Linked DNA regions of Mus musculus: regions 2 and 3 are each linked to region 1. The links are chromatin contacts, called in public HiChIP or PLAC-seq maps. All regions are on one chromosome and are shown on one strand. The core of a region is the stretch at or near the end of the contact, and the rest is flanking DNA. Distances in the headings are between cores, read along the strand shown.

Evidence for each region. HiChIP or PLAC-seq counts read pairs in DNA pulled down with a chosen protein or histone mark.
Region 2: a contact with region 1 is called in an H3K27ac HiChIP or PLAC-seq map of extraembryonic endoderm stem cells, with 6 times the contacts expected there. The contact joins the promoter of Nipsnap1 here to the enhancer-like site in region 1. A contact is called at or near these places in 5 of 39 promoter capture datasets (the C10 cell line, embryonic stem cells, frontonasal cranial neural crest and 2 more), 2 of 15 datasets of contacts at CTCF or cohesin (large pre-B cells and stem cell-derived epiblast-like cells), 8 of 484 Hi-C or Micro-C datasets (the G1E-ER4 cell line, cerebellum, embryonic fibroblasts and 5 more), 12 of 115 datasets of contacts at active chromatin or transcription factors (the 230-238 cell line, embryonic basal ganglia, embryonic forebrain and 7 more) and 2 of 9 other capture datasets (macrophages and pancreatic islet).
Region 3: a contact with region 1 is called in an H3K27ac HiChIP or PLAC-seq map of embryonic stem cells, with 4 times the contacts expected there. The contact joins two enhancer-like sites. A contact is called at or near these places in 6 of 39 promoter capture datasets (3T3-L1-derived adipocytes, the C10 cell line, the SN4741 cell line and 3 more), 4 of 484 Hi-C or Micro-C datasets (the CH12 cell line, bone marrow-derived macrophages, cerebellum and 1 more), 8 of 115 datasets of contacts at active chromatin or transcription factors (astrocytes, embryonic basal ganglia, embryonic forebrain and 3 more) and 1 of 9 other capture datasets (embryonic stem cells).

What each region holds. Positions count from the first base shown.
Region 1 is chr11:4,268,723-4,273,804 of GRCm38.p6, forward strand. It overlaps Lif (leukemia inhibitory factor), which reads left to right. Exons shown (of 4, transcript NM_008501.2): 4 at 202-3,792. The coding sequence ends at 612. Among named protein-coding and RNA genes, the nearest start is that of Lif, 14 kb to the left of the region's middle. Within about 2 kb of position 2,634, at least 77 of the 459 cell types and tissues checked have an H3K27ac peak or open chromatin away from gene starts, as enhancers often do. A contact at or near this core is called in embryonic fibroblasts, embryonic stem cells, extraembryonic endoderm stem cells and 2 more, where this site is marked.
Region 2 is chr11:4,871,255-4,876,336 of GRCm38.p6, forward strand. Nipsnap1 (nipsnap homolog 1) reads left to right here and starts at 2,697. Exons shown (of 10, transcript NM_008698.3): 1 at 2,697-2,849. The coding sequence starts at 2,752.
Region 3 is chr11:4,800,852-4,805,933 of GRCm38.p6, forward strand. Nf2 (neurofibromin 2) reads right to left here. Exons shown (of 17, transcript NM_001252250.1): 7 at 2,827-2,902. Among named protein-coding and RNA genes, the nearest start is that of Nf2, 46 kb to the right of the region's middle. Within about 2 kb of position 2,275, at least 95 of the 459 cell types and tissues checked have an H3K27ac peak or open chromatin away from gene starts, as enhancers often do. A contact at or near this core is called in embryonic stem cells, where this site is marked.

The DNA of each region.
Region 1 (5,082 bases), core at 1,384-3,883:
CCATTTATGTCACCGTGACCTTGGTGAGTGAGTTCACATTTCTGATCATTGCTGACTAATGATTCTAGTTGCCTACAGGGCAGCAAGTGGAGTCCCCATGTCACAGGTGGGGAAACAGAAGTGCAAGAGCTTGCCCCAAGGGTTGGTGGCGGGCTAGAACACTCACCCTGACTCCCACATCACCTCTCCTCTCTTCTGCAGTACACAGCTCAAGGGGAGCCGTTTCCCAACAACGTGGAAAAGCTATGTGCGCCTAACATGACAGACTTCCCATCTTTCCATGGCAACGGGACAGAGAAGACCAAGTTGGTGGAGCTGTATCGGATGGTCGCATACCTGAGCGCCTCCCTGACCAATATCACCCGGGACCAGAAGGTCCTGAACCCCACTGCCGTGAGCCTCCAGGTCAAGCTCAATGCTACTATAGACGTCATGAGGGGCCTCCTCAGCAATGTGCTTTGCCGTCTGTGCAACAAGTACCGTGTGGGCCACGTGGATGTGCCACCTGTCCCCGACCACTCTGACAAAGAAGCCTTCCAAAGGAAAAAGTTGGGTTGCCAGCTTCTGGGGACATACAAGCAAGTCATAAGTGTGGTGGTCCAGGCCTTCTAGAGAGGAGGTCTTGAATGTACCATGGACTGAGGGACCTCAGGAGCAGGATCCGGAGGTGGGGAGGGGGCTCAAAATGTGCTGGGGTTTGGGACATTGTTAAATGCAAAACGGGGCTGCTGGCAGACCCCAGGGATTTCCAGGTACTCACTGCACTCTGGGCTGGGCCATGATGGAATCTGGCAAAGTTGAAACTTCCATAGGCAGAGCTTCTATACAGCCCAGCACCAGCTAGAAATGGCAATGAGGGTGTTGGTCTGAGAGATTTCTGTCTCACTCACTCACTCACTCACTCTCACTCACTCACTCACTCACTCACTCAGCCCCTTGCTTGCTGGGTGTATGAACAAGCTGCACAAGTTGTCTACAGCAGACAGCAAAGGGCTGGGAAGTGTCCTAGACCCCTACAGAGTCACCATCATCTGGTCCTTTGCTGTCTCTCAGAGAAACTTTGGAAGGCTTGGTTGGGATGTGAGAGAGCTAAGGGGACTGGGATCCAGAAGGAATCCTTTTATTTTATTTTATTTTATTTTATTTTATTTTATTTTATAAGTTTTGTGGGTGGAAGGGTACCCTGGGGTGGAATGATGGAATGTGTCTTCTCTTGAGTTGGATGAGAGAGTTCAGGCTTAGAGACTGTCAGATGGAAGAGTCTAGGTCACCAGTGTTCAGGCTCCCACAGAAGCACAGCGGCCAGCTTCCAGTTGTCAAAGCCTGACGAACTCGGTTAGCTTCTATGCAGTTCCCCCCACAGCCTGGCGTGGTTGGGGTCTGCCAGCTGGACCTAGAGGTGAGGTGTGTGCAGGCAGGAAGAGGCAGGCTGCAAAGGCAGGTTCCCAGAGTCCTCCCGGGGAAGGACCTCTAACTGTCTAGGAGTCAGGGAAGGAGCAAGGCAGCCAGCCATTGCTGAGGCAGTAGCCGACTGCAGCTCTCATCTGCTTCTCAACCCCTGAGAACAGGTGATCTTGAGCAGACAGACAGGTAGCATAAAGTAGAATGTCGGGTCTGAGGCCCCGGAGGTCGCAAAGGTACTTGAAGGGGACCAGAGGGCTGTCTTGGGTCCCTGGAGCATGGAGAAGCAGAACTTGAGGTCAGGGTCTCAGGGAAGATGAGGCCCAGAGTGCTGTGTTTGATCCAGCACAGCTGTCTATTTATTACTATGTCCTATTTATATTAACTTATTGGTGCTTTAAATGGCAAAGTTAATTCCCCGAAATGGTATGAGGCTCCTTCCATGGGAGCTGGGGCCGAGACTCTCCACCTAGTGGGGCCTGGTCTGGAGGCACATGATTGTTACAGGTGCAGCTCATGGGTCAAATCAGAGAGCTGGCTAGCTCCTCTGTCTCCCACTGTGACTCACTTTTAGGGTGTCAGGGTCCCCCAGAAAAAGCTGGGCCAGTTTGTCTCTCTGCTTCTGTCTCTGTCTCTCCGAGTCTGTCTCTGTCTGTCTCTGTGTCTCTGTCTCTTTGTCTCTCTCTGTCTCTGTCTCTCTCTCTCTCTCCCCGCCCCCCCCCCTTCTCCCTCTGGTCTCCAAGGGGGTGGAACAGTTTCTTGTTGTTTTGTCCCACTGAGCTCTCTGGCACCCCCTAGATTCCTGCTATGCGGTGCACCATTCATAATGAAGTGAATGGCTCTGGAACCTTGGGCAAAACTGATTCCTTCCTCAAATCGTAGCTGAGGAGTGCTGAAACATCCTGACCCGGCACCCAGCGTGCTTTCGACCAGCATGGAAGCTCCTCGGGTGGCCCGAACACCCACAGAGGGTGAATACAGGAGGTTGGAGCAGTGCAGGCCCTGAACTGGGCCTGAACAGCTGCCCAGTGCGCCAGAGAAGGGGAGATCAAGGCCCGAGACGCCTGGGACACAGACCAGGAAGCTGTGGTCCTTGCTTCATCGCTGCCTTCCCACTCCCGCCCATGTCTGGGCTCCCAGGCAGGGAATCCGATCTGATCTCTCCTTTGTGCTGAGGCCAGGCAAGCAGAGGAACGCCCTCGATCTGGGAGCAGGGTAGGGAGGAAGGCAGCCAAGCTGGGGCAGTGGCTGACTACAGAGCTAGCTGCCTGCCTCTCAGGCTCTGAACAGGGCGGTCCTTAGCAGTTCAGCAGTGGGATTCTGCTTCACGCGGTTTTGCACCTTTCTCTGTCACTCTCTAAGCACTTTACCTGGACGGCAGGTGGACAGGCCCTGGAGCTCTGGCTTAGGAAAGGCCTGGAACCATAGATGCAGCAAGGAGACTATGGTGGGGGCCACGCGTGTCAGCGACAAAGTTACTCCACCGTACTCCTGTTGCTGCGTCAGGCTCATCTCAGGACTGGCTGCCCTTCTCCAAGCTGAGAGTCAATTTGTCTAAAAGCCAAGATGATGCCACAGCCTGGGGCCTGTTGGGCTTTGTCATCACTTCACATTTGTATGGACTTGGACTCTCTGGGCTCCGCCCACCTGGCAGCTTTGAAGGCTCAGGGACCAATGGACTCTCTCCGTGCACGCCCCCGTCCCCCCAACGCAACCACCTACCTGCGTCTTACTCCATCAGTTGCCCAGCATCCCAGAACCATTGAGCCTTTGGGGAAAACAGACTTTAGGGGCAGGTAGTTGCTCACCTGACATCTTTCACCTGGAAGCATTGACTTCCACCGAGCATAGTAGGTAGTGTGTCTGGACCAGAGAAAAAGGGATGGGGCATTTTGCAGTTTATCCAGAGAGAAGCAAAGGGGCCTTTATTTATTATTTAAAACTTCAAACCTGAAAGCACTGAGAGTTTACTGGTCTGCCCCCCTCCCCCCACTCTTGTCTATTTCTGTGTCCTTGATCCCGACTCAAGCAACCCAGCTCTGCTTTGCCTGCTCTCTGGAGCAGACATGGTATGTGGGCCAGGACCCCGGAGTCTTGCATGGTAGCGGCTTCAGAAGGGAAATGATATGGCTGTCTGCATTCGGATGACTCCCCAGTCCCAGCCCAGCCTCTCCTTTGCACTGCTGCTCTCCCTCTTTCCTTTCCTTTGGAAGGGACTTGGCCTTGGGTGACAAATTCCTCTTTGATGAATGTACCCTGTGGGAATGTTTCATACTGACAGATTATTTTTATTTATTCAATGTCATATTTAAAATATTTATTTTTTATACTGAAGGAGTGTCTTTTTTTTTTAAAGAAAAAATGAAATAATAAAGAACTCATTCTTGTTGAGCCTTCTGGAGTGCATTGATTTGGTGAGGGCTTGTGGGGGAACCTCCTGTTGGGACTATAGGAGGATTGGAAGATGAGATTTCCTCCATCGGTCCAGGAGGGGTAGGAGGGTGGTATTTGGGCCCAGAAATAACAGTGAGTGGTGTTTAGAATATGAGGTGCCACTAAGAGAGGGGACCGATGGCTTCCATGGGTACTGGTGTGACATCTCACTAAGCACAACAGCCAGTTTGTTCCCGGTTAGCTGAGGAGAGAACTGAAGCCCAGAGCGAGGAACTGAATATCCAGAGTAATCTAAAATGTCGAGGTCACCCCTCCCAGTGAGAGGTGACCCCAGCTAGTCCCCAGCCCAATGGGTGTGGGCCCACTCAGCTCCCAACCCTCATGTTCTCTCTGCGTGGAGTTTCAGGGATTTGGAAATGGCGTCTGTCTGGAGCTCCGTCACCCAGGAAGGGTCCACAGGCACAGGAGCAGCATCAACATTGGTCCAGAGGCTCCTATCAGAATCACACGAGACATTGTGCCCTAAGTGGGCTAACTAAGCAGCCATGACAGCATTTCTGCAAGGCTTTTTTGGGGGGGGTACCGATGGCTCTCAGGGAGTGCTTCCTCCCACAAAGAGATGCCTTCTCCACAGCACCCTTTCTCTATTCCTTGGGGAACAATGGGGGTCAAACTGTTAGACACAGATGTGTCTGGTAGGTCCCCTAAATATCTCCTGTACTTTGCTCTGGGGTTTGAATCTTGGGCTCCCCCTGAGAGATTCATTATGGAAAGCAGAGCAGAGTTTCTGCATCTATGAATTGGTACACAAATGTGTATCTTGGTTGTTGCCTGGAGGCAATGGCTAACCCTTCTGAGAAGATACCAATGATGGAAAGCTTTTTAGGCATTGGTAAGTCCAAGGCAGGAGGTTACAGAATCATCGGGCAGGCATCTTCAGCCAGCATCTCATCTTCTCTCTGCCAGGATAGGACTGACTGCCTCCCACTTCTCCAGCTCTGCTTAGTATGGGCTTCGCAGGGAGCTGGTGAGGAATGTGGAGTCCCAGTGTCTTGCCTCAGTGATGAGAGGCTGCAGCTTCAAAAACCAGCCAGACTCCCTGGGCATCTGTGGATATGTGGAGTGAGAGGAAGGCTACCCTCACCAGCCCCTCATGACATCACCCACTAACCCAGCAAAGTGGCCTGGGCCTGGCGACCAACATCGGGAAAGGTTCTGAACATCCCCTTGCTGGAAGCCCACGTGTCCTTTCCTCCTGCGGGCAGATGAGTGCTGCCCCGCCCAAAC
Region 2 (5,082 bases), core at 1,447-3,946, 600 kb after region 1:
AGGCAGAGGCAGGAGGATCACGAGTTCGAAGCCAGCCTGGGCTACACATTTGCTGGGCAGTGGTGGCGCACGCCTTTAGTCCCAGCATTTGGGAGGCAGAGGCAGGGGTATTTCTGAGTTTGAGGCCAGCCTGGTCTACAGAGTGAGTTCGAGGGCAGCCAGGGCTATACAGAGAAACCCTGTCTGGAAAAAGCCAAAAACAAAAACAAACAAAACAAAACAAAACAAAACAAAAACTCAAAGGAAGGGCTGGAGAGATGGGTCAGCATTAAGTGCATTGGCTGCTCTTGCAGAGGACCTGCGTTTGGTTTCCAGCGCCCTCATCCTGGCTCACAACCATCTGTAACTTCCAGACTACATGGTGCCTCTTCTCACCTCCTTGGGCACTACATAGATGTGGTACACATACATACATTCCTGCATGCACACATACACACAAAATTAAATAAAAAAGGGGGAAAAAGAATCACAGTTTATCTCAGGTGCTTTTCTATTGCTGTGATAAAACCCATGATTAAGGCAATATTTGTAGAGTTTGTTGTGGGCTTACATATGTTCCAGAGGCTTAGAGTTCATGACCATGATAGCAGGAGGCATGGCAGCAGATAAGACAGGCGCAGTGCTGGAGCAGTAACTGAGAGATCACATCTTGATCCACAGGAGAGGTGATAGAAATGGCTGTGGGTGTTTGAAACCTCAAAACCTGCACATAATGACATAGCTCTTCAACCAAGGCCACGCTTCTAGTCCTTCCCAGATAGCTCCACCAGCTGGACACCAAATATTCAAACATATGTGAGCCTAAGATGGTCGTTCCCATCCAAACTCCCACATAGTTGAAATTTAAATGGCTGGGTTGAGGATAGCTCAGTTAGTGTTGGAAGCCGACTCCTAGCAGAAAGCGGCTACCATCTCTGCAGCCATCTTGGGCTGTTTACCTACAGGTGGTGCTTGTCCACCCTGACAAGAGACTGGTTTTCCTAGCAGGCTGGTTTTACAAGAAGCCCACCACAGCTGAACACACTCTGATAACATCTTGTTTTTCTCCTATACATCCTGGACTTGTGGTTAAGTGTCTCCAGCTGCACCCCACCCCAGCTTGTGCTTATATATACCCATAGCTGCCTTACAATAAATGAGACTGGAGACTGGAGACTTGATCAGACAGGCTGTCTTGTCTCCACTCCATTCTTCACATCTCTTGCCCCCTCAGTTCTCTCTCTCTCTCTCTCTCTCTCTCTCTCTCTCTCTCTCTCTCTCTCTCTCCCTCTCTCTCTCTCTCTCTCTCTCTCTCACCCTGTTGTCTGACCCACGGACTGGGTCACGTTAGTATAAGCCCAAAGACCTTAGTTCGATTCCCAGCACCACAGCAGGAGAGGTTGCTTGTAATCCCAATGTTGGGGAAGCATAGACAAGGAGATCCTTGGGGCTCACTTGCCAGTAGCCTAGCTGATGGAGGGGGCGGGGCATGGCTAACATCTCTGCCTTGGAGGTTTCAGTCAGCAGTGATTGGAGTGATTTGTCTGCTCCACCAGGCCTTGGCTGCCAAGAAGTACAGATAGGACTTGTTCAGCCAACCTTTGCTGTCTCAAGATCTTAGATGAGACCTAACTTGCCAGACTCACAGTTTGAAGCACTCCGGAAGTTAGTTATACCGGCTGTAAATCCCCTGCACCGAATTACAGTCGGTGGCTTGGCATCCTCCCCCACCCCACTCCCCCGTTGGTGTGTCTCTGTCCCTGTGTCCCCCAGGGGATCAGAAGGGATCCATCTCTGTGTGGGCTGAGAAAGCAAATATAGAGCCTCCAGGTGAATAGACAGTGAAGAGAAAATGTTTTTTGTTTGTTGTTTTAATTCCGTAGTCTCTTTTTGTTGTTGTTTTGTTTTGTTTTATTTTGTTTTTCGAGACAGGGTTTCTCTGTATAGCCCTGGCTGTCCTGGAACCCACTTTGTAGACCAGGCTGGCCTCGAACTCAGAAATCCGCCTGTCTCCCGAGTGCTGGTATTAAAGGCATGCGCCACCACTGCCCAGTTCGTCTCAGCCTCTTAAGTGCACCATCACACTCGGGCTTTGGAGAAAGAGCATCCTGCTTGCTCAGAGTCTTGTCCATCTGTTTTAAATGGTTAAAGAGACAGTTCTGCCTTTAAAAGCTCTTGGAGGAGACCTGAGTTTGGATCCCAGTACCCATTAGAGTGCCTCAAAATCTCCTTTAAACTCCAGTTCCAGGATATTTGAGGCTTCTGGACCCCCCCCAGGCTCTCTCTCTCTCTCTCTTTTAAAAATTGTTATAGATTTTGTTCTTTTGAATAGACAAATATTGTCTGTTGATGCCTTGACACAGAAGAACACAAGATGTAGACAGAACATTTGCCAAGCCATGTGTGAGGTCCTGGGCTCCACCTCCAGCACCCAAGGAGGAAGGGAACTCACATAGTTTGTGAACAATTTTAGGGGTATAAAGACTGTCTTTAGTTTATCCTCAGAATGTCCAGGACATACAACCCTGCGATTATCGAGATGAATTCCCAGGTACAGAGGGGAAAAGGTCGTTGAAGAGAACAGAACTAGTTAGCTGCAGAGTTTCAAGAGCTCGGAGGTGTGGGTATGGACTGTGCAACTGTAGAGTTGGGGGACTCCCACCTGCTTGTGTTTGAAAGGGAAGCTGGCGAGGGGAGGGCGTGGTTTTCTCTAGTCCTGCCCCCAGCCACTGGGCTGAGGCGTGGCTTTCCTCCAACCTGCTCCGGTCCAACATGGCTCCGCGGTTGTGCATCATCTCTGCAGCGGCACGGCGGCTATTCACGAAGCCGAGACCCCGTGCTGGGGACCTCGCGGCTGCGGGTGCTGTGCGGTGAGAGGCCGACGGGGCTGACTGCGTGCCCGGAACAGGAGCAGGGGAGGGGGCTGGAATGAAAAACAGACTCTCGGATTTGGAATTGAGGGGTTAGAGGCAGAGAGCTACCAGGATGTAGGCCTGAGGCTGAGAAAGAATGGGGAAGGTGAAAAGGTATGGGGATGGTTTTGGTTTTTAAACAGGTTCGTACTACATGTGATTCGACCTCGGAATCTTCTTGCCTCTGCCTCCCAGATAGTGAGGGTGTGCACTACCATGCCTAGCTGGGCAGGTTCTTTGTCCTGTTTGGGACCTGGATCTGGGCTGAGAATAAAAAATGAGGTGAGTGGGAGGGACAGGTTTTGAGCCCTGGATCCCGGACGAAGGCAGAGGATATTGGCAGCCTTTTGCCTGGCCTTTGTGGTTTAGCACGCGCTGGGGTCTTCTGAGCCAGCAGAAAGTTTTGGAAGGAGAGGAGGACTGGGGGTACGGTGGGAATTCCCAAAGTGATTCCGCACCCTGCTTTGTACAGGTGGGTCAACAGAGTGGGGTGGGAGCTGTTCAAGGTCAGCGTCCGTGCCATGTGGAGGCAGCTCTGGATGTTAGGACCCAGGTCTTACGATGCACTCTGCACTTTGTACCACGGCTGGTGGCCTCCTAGGAGAGAGGCTCAATTCTGGCTTTGGAGAGCTTGGCTTCCTTCCCCTGACTGGCTCTGGGCTGCTCCTCCCTCCTCGATGCCACGCCCGGTGCTACCCCCATCTCTGCACCTATCACCCGGAGCACTTCTGACCCTGCTCTCCTGTTTCCCCAGCCCCACACCCTCACAAGTTTTAGGACAGGGTTTGTGCAAAAAGCATTAGCTAAAGAAGTGGAACACCTGCCCTCACACCTGTGGAAAGGGACCTGCGTTACTCCTGCCCCAGCCCAAGAATGTGGCCATGGAGTTCCGTTAGATCGCTGTGCACATTAGGAAAGCACGGATAGAAGAGTTGGGACGCGTGCCCTTCACTTCCGTGCTGGGTAATGAGAGAGAAGCCGACAATGGGAAAAAAGCCTAGAGTGTACCTTGTAAACTCAGCCTTTTCTGGAGGGATGACCTTGGGTAGGAGGAGAAAATAGGATGTGTCTGATAGCCTTGTTTTCTATTGCTAGGAAGAGAACTCAGGAGTTTAGGTATGCTAGGCTAATGTAGTGCTCTCTCCACCAAGTAAACAATGACATCTCCAGCCCTCATTGGATTAAAGAGACCATGCTTATGCCTCAAACAATTTCTGTCATTGTGAGAAAGGATATCCAGAAAAATAATCTTTTATAACATTTAAAAAAATATTTTAAGCCTAGAGGTGGTGCATGACTTCAATTCAAGCACTCAAGGCAATCAGATCTTGGAGTTCAAGGCCAGTCTGGTCTACAAAGTGAGTTCCAGGACAGCCAGGGCTACACAGAGAGACCCTGTCTCAAAAACCAAAAGGAAAAAAAAATTATTTTGGGCCAGGTGTGGCAGCATGCACCTTTAATTCCAGTACTTAAAAGGCAGAGGCAGGAGGATCTCTGGGTTGGAAGCCCTCATAGTTCTACATACCCAGCTCCAAGACAGTTAGGACTACATAGAAAGTCAAACAAACAAAAGTTATTCTGAGGACTAGAGACATGGCTCACACTTCTGAGCACTGGCTCTTTAAGAGTACAGAGGTTGATTCCCAGCGCATGTGCACTCACGCATGCACTGGTTCACAGCTGCCTGTTACTCTACTTCCAGGCCTTCTTCCGGCCTGGTCCAGGTGTGCAAGTGATGCCCATGCAGGCAAAAACCAACACATAACATAATTTAAAAACTACTTTGTGTGCATATGCAAATGAACACTTGTATTTGTGTGTGTGTATGTACATGTACATGTCATATGGTCGGTCCTATGGCACATGTGTGGAAGTCACCTTGTGGCTCCCAGGTATCTAACTCAGGTTGTTAGACTTGGCAGCCAGTGCCTTTACACTGGCCCAAGATCATCTGTTTTTCCTTTATTTCTTCATTTATTGTTTGTTTGTTTGGTTGTTTTGAGACAGGGTTTCTCTGTATAGCCCTGGCTGTCCTAGAACTCACTCTGTAGACCAGGTTGGCCTCGAACTCAGAAATCCACCTGCCTCTGCTTCCCGAGTGCTGGGATTAAAGGCGTGCGCCACCACGCCCAGCAGGATTTTACTTTTACTTATGTGTGTGTAGAGGGGAGAGAGAATGAGAATGTGCACA
Region 3 (5,082 bases), core at 1,025-3,524, 530 kb after region 1:
CCCTCGCTGACAACAAGGAAATTGAGACAAGACTCAAGGGAAGGAGAGCAGCTCTGCAAACTGAGATGGTGCCTGGGCTGTGACCAGAAGTACCAATCTAACAGCAGGTGTTGGGGGGAGGTGAGCACTTGAAGAGGAATCTCTCTGCTCCTTCTAACACCTGAAAGCAGGCACTACCACCCAGTCAGAGCGTGGTCTATTTGTCTGAGAAGCGTTTAAAGCTGATGTGCTGACAGGAGGGAGGCTTGAATCCTCACATCTGAACAGCCCCTTATGGAAAACAAGGTATTTCCTTATGTTTCTGCTAAGTCAGCTTACATAAAGATAGAAAGGATTCCACCCTCTTCTCCTGCTGTGACTCTCACACTTTTATTAGATATTAGAGATGGTAGCACAAATAACACCTCTGAAATTGTTTTAATCACATGGTACTCCATTAATACGTACAAATATCTATCAGTTAAAGTAAAATGTATTAATAATTTCTCATCTCTAGTTAATAATAGAATTTAAGATGTCTAACATAAAGTCACTAACTTTATTGTTCAACATAAAAACATATAAAAACTAGTAAATGCTCATCTAATTAATGTAGAAATATTCCTTAATAAGCTGGTTTTTGGACTGCTGAGATAGCTTAGTGGATCAACATGCTTATACCCGATAACTTGACCTCAGTCTGACCCCAGGACCCACTTGGTAGAAGAGAATTCTAGCATGTTGTCCTCTGCCCACCACCACAAACATAGATAAACAAATAAATACAACAAAATATACAAATATATATTTTTTTCCTCCTCTAAGTAAAATAAATTTGTAAGAAATTCTGTTTTGGTTTTCAGAGAGGTTTTTCTGTGTTAGTCCTGGCTCTCCTGGAACTCACTCTATAGACCAGGCTGACTTCAAACTCACTTTTCAACTCACAGAGATCTGCCTGCCTCTGCCTCCTGAGTGCTCAGATTAAAAGTGTGTGTTACCACTGCCTAGCCCAAGAAATCCATTTTCTAAGGATTGCAAATGCTTTTTTCTTTTAAACAATTAATGTTGGTGGTGGGCAAGAGACAAAACCACAGAAATGCATTAGTCTAACCTCAAAGAAACAGATGTCAAACACAAACTAATAAAACTTTTAATTATTTAATACTTACTAATTTGTGTGTGTTGTGTGAATGCATGCTTATGCCACAGCACACATGTGAAGATCATAGGACCATGTGCCGTACAGTAAGAACAAGAGTTCTCTCCTTTCACCGTGTGAATTCCATGACCTGAACTCAGCATGTCAGGCCTGGCAGCAATTGCCTATCTACTACTCCATCTCACTGGCCCTCATGACACACGAGAAACAACCTTCTGCATTCTTTTTTATTCTTATTTTTTTAAAGATTTGTTCTTATTTTGATGGTTTTTAGTTACGTATTTCTGTGTCTGTGCACATAAGTGCAAGTGCCCTCAGAATCCACAGGCCTCAGATCCCCTGGAGCTGGAATGTCAGGCAATTGTGAGCCTCCCAAACCACGAGCTGGGACTTGAACTCAGGTCCTGCTACAAGTAAAATATCTTTTAGGCCCTTGCTTATTGTGGTAGTACATTTCAGTGTGCCCTGGTTTTTTTGTTTGTTTGTTTGTTTTTTGTTTTGTTTTTAAAGTTTTTTTTAAGATGTTTATTTATTGTTATACATAAGTACACTGTAGCTGTCTTCAGACACCAGAAGAGGGCGTCAGATCTCATTACCGGTGGTTGTGAGCCACCATGTGGTTCCTGAACTCAGGACCTTTGGAAGAGCAGTCAGTGTTCTTAGCTACTGAGCCATCTCACCAGCCTTTTGGGTTTTTTTTGAGACAGGGTTTCTCTGTGTAGCCCTGGCTGTCCTGGAACTCACTCTGTAGACCAGGCTGGCCTTGAACTCAGAAATCTGCCTGCCTCTGCCTCCCAAGTGCTGGGATTAAAGGCGTGCACCACCACACCCGGCTTATGCCCTGATTTTTAATGCAAAAAAAAAAAAAAAAAAAAAAAATCCACAAAAACCTGCATTTAGGAAACAAATTAAGTAGAAAGCTATCCTAGAATACTGAAATCATGCTTAATTCAATTTACTCAACGTTAACATAAAGGCTGTCTGTAGGACCCCAAAAGGGGGAAGCAAAGAGTTTGTGGGATAGTCCAGGGGATGGCTGCAGCTGACCTTCAATGGCTACTCCTCTGTAGCCAAGCTTCCTGGCACCCGCCACCCAGCAGTGAGGAAAAGCCCGGTACTTGGCATGTGCTCCTCTGGAGGAAGCCATGAATACCGCAGCCAGCAGCCAAATCCCCCAACGAGCGAGAAACACGCTCTAGGGCCAGACCTGAACAGAACACAAATGCCTTTCTCTGCAGAGGCATGGTTCCCGGAGGCCTGCAGACCATTAATGGTCTGAATAGAAAACTAATTAGCCTCACAGTGAGAACAAGAGTTCCACCCAAACAAATTAGGAATCTCTAAGAGCAGTGGGCCCCGGGGAAAGACATTATTTCCAGGTGCTCCTTGGATTTCCCAAGAGGCCGGAATAATCAAACATTACATGGCCAGCATTCCAACAGGTCTCTGCTAAGAAGAGAACCGGGCCTGAGTCCCTCAGGGTACCAATGACACTTAATTTGATCTATTTCTGATCTAATTCGAAGCCCCAAATGAAACCAGGCTCTCGACCTTGTCTTCCCGTTTCTTCTTTACTACTGAACCATAAAGACTCTAAGCACCCTGGGATGAGGAAGTGACCCATCTGCCTGTGTGGCCTCGACTCAGTCTTTCTGAGAGCCAGGGAACTGGGGAAGGAGTCAACGCACCCGGATTGTAAAGTAGTTCACACCATACATCTCCAGGTCCTGAGCTATCTTCAAATACTCCATTTCAGCTTCATCCCTGTGAGGAGAATAGAAGACACCATTATTAGGGCTAAGTGACAAGGATGAAGGACAGACTCTTGCCAAGTCAAATATTCTGAGCATGCCTCTGGTGAGATAGAAGGGACCTGCAGAAGATGAGACAGACCAGACACAGCAACACTTTTCTCAACCCAGAGATTCCCATCCCCGTGAAAATAAGAAAACAGATTCATTACACTGACTCTTGGCTTCAATTTCACACTCTGGCCTTGGTAAATAGTGACATCTGTCTCAAGTGATTTAAAAAAAAGAACGTGGGGGCTGGGAGTGTAGCTCAGCAGCAAAGCACTCACTCCGCATGCGCAAAGCTCTAGGTTCCATCCCCGGCATTGGCAGAAAGAAAAAACAAAGCCACAGTGCATTCATTCTTTCCGACCTCAAATGCACGAAGTCACTGCCTGTCTCTGTGTACTTCCTTAACCTAGAGCTTCAGTAATGAAGGGGCCTCTCTAGAAGCTGACAACACCCACTTTCCTGGTTTTATCTCTTGGGTTACTGCTGAAGATTAAGGCAAGAACTATCTGAGCCATAAAACCCAGGCCAGTAGGTGAATGCTTCTGTGTTGTAAGTCGAGCTTAAAGCAAGCTCTGGATGCAGCAGTGACTTGCAGAAAACTCCCTGAGAGGTAAAAGTACTGAAGTATTTAACTCAAGCTTCCCTGTGACCTTGTTCTTGTCCTCTCTCTCATCTCGAAACACTCTCGAATGGATTTAAAAATTCACCCTGAGAGAATGCCAAGTGTTGGCAGGCAGGCGGAAGAACCAGAAATCACATACACTGCTGATGCAAAGTGATTCAATTACTTTGGGAAACTATTCAACATTACCTATAACAGCAAAAACCAAGAAACAACCCAACAACCTAGGAGTCTTTCAACAGTAGAAGGGATAAATAATCTGTTATAGTAATATACTGGAATTCTGCACAGTCATGAAAATGAGGGAAAATATCACTACACGCCATGCACTCAAATCTCACAAGATGATCTTGAGGAAAAGGTGGCACTAAAAATAGAAATTGGTTTTATTTATCTAAAGTTTAAAAATGGTTGATGGTGGCTTATGGGTGCAGCTCAGTGGCAGAATAGTTACTTGCCTAGCATGTGAGAGACCTTGTATTTCATCCTCAGTGCTACAAAATAGTAATATAACAATGGACAGTAAGGGAGGGCAAAACTAATCGATGTGAGCACTAATTAGAAATTGGGGGAACTGGGCTGGGCACGGTTACACAAGCTTTTAATGCCAGCACTGAGCAGAGGCAGGTAGATTTCCGTGGGTGAGGGCCAGCCTGGAGAACACATAGTCAGCTCTAGATAATGACTCAAAAAGAAAAAGAAAGAAATTGGTGAAATAGGTATCTCTGAGTCATCGTCTAGTTCTTACTTACCATTTTGTGGTAAATAATCAAGTAGTATACTCAAAATCTGTCTATTTGGTGGGTATAAACAAAAAATAAAGATACAGGAGCTAGAGAGATGGCTCAGTGTTAAGAGCACTGACTGCTCTTCATGAGGGCCTAGTAATTCCTAGCACCCACCAGAGTCCCACAACCATTCAGTTCCAGTGCCCTCTTCCGGCCTCCTCAGTCACCTTGCATGCACATGGTACACAGACATACATGTAGGAAAAATAGCCATATACACAAAATAAATCTGAAGAAAAAAATATAGCAGGAAGCTGATTTGAAGGACTGGGGTAGGGCGCCTAACACAGAGATGATCAATAGCTGAAACTACCAAGGGAATACTTAAAACAAACTATACATTTTAGTGTTTTATTTTATTTGAGACAGGGTTTCTCTGTGTAGCCCTGGCTGTCCTGGAATTCGTTCTATAGACCAGGTTGGCCTCAACTCACAGAGAACACCTACCTCTGCCTCCTGAGTGCTGGGATAAAAAGTTTGTGCCACTACCACCCAGATTGTGTTTTAATTTTAATTTAGTAAAATTGCAGATTGACTAAAAACATAGGGCAATAGGAACATTCTAATACTGCTGATGGACATGTGCCAAAAGGTAAAAAATTTTCCTTAGTGTCACCTACCAAAACACAACTCACCCTCTGGACTTGTGTACCAAGATGAGACTGTGCACTGCAGAGCTTTCTGTAAAGGGGAAAGCATGCAGGGATTCTAAGTGCCATCAACACATGCCTG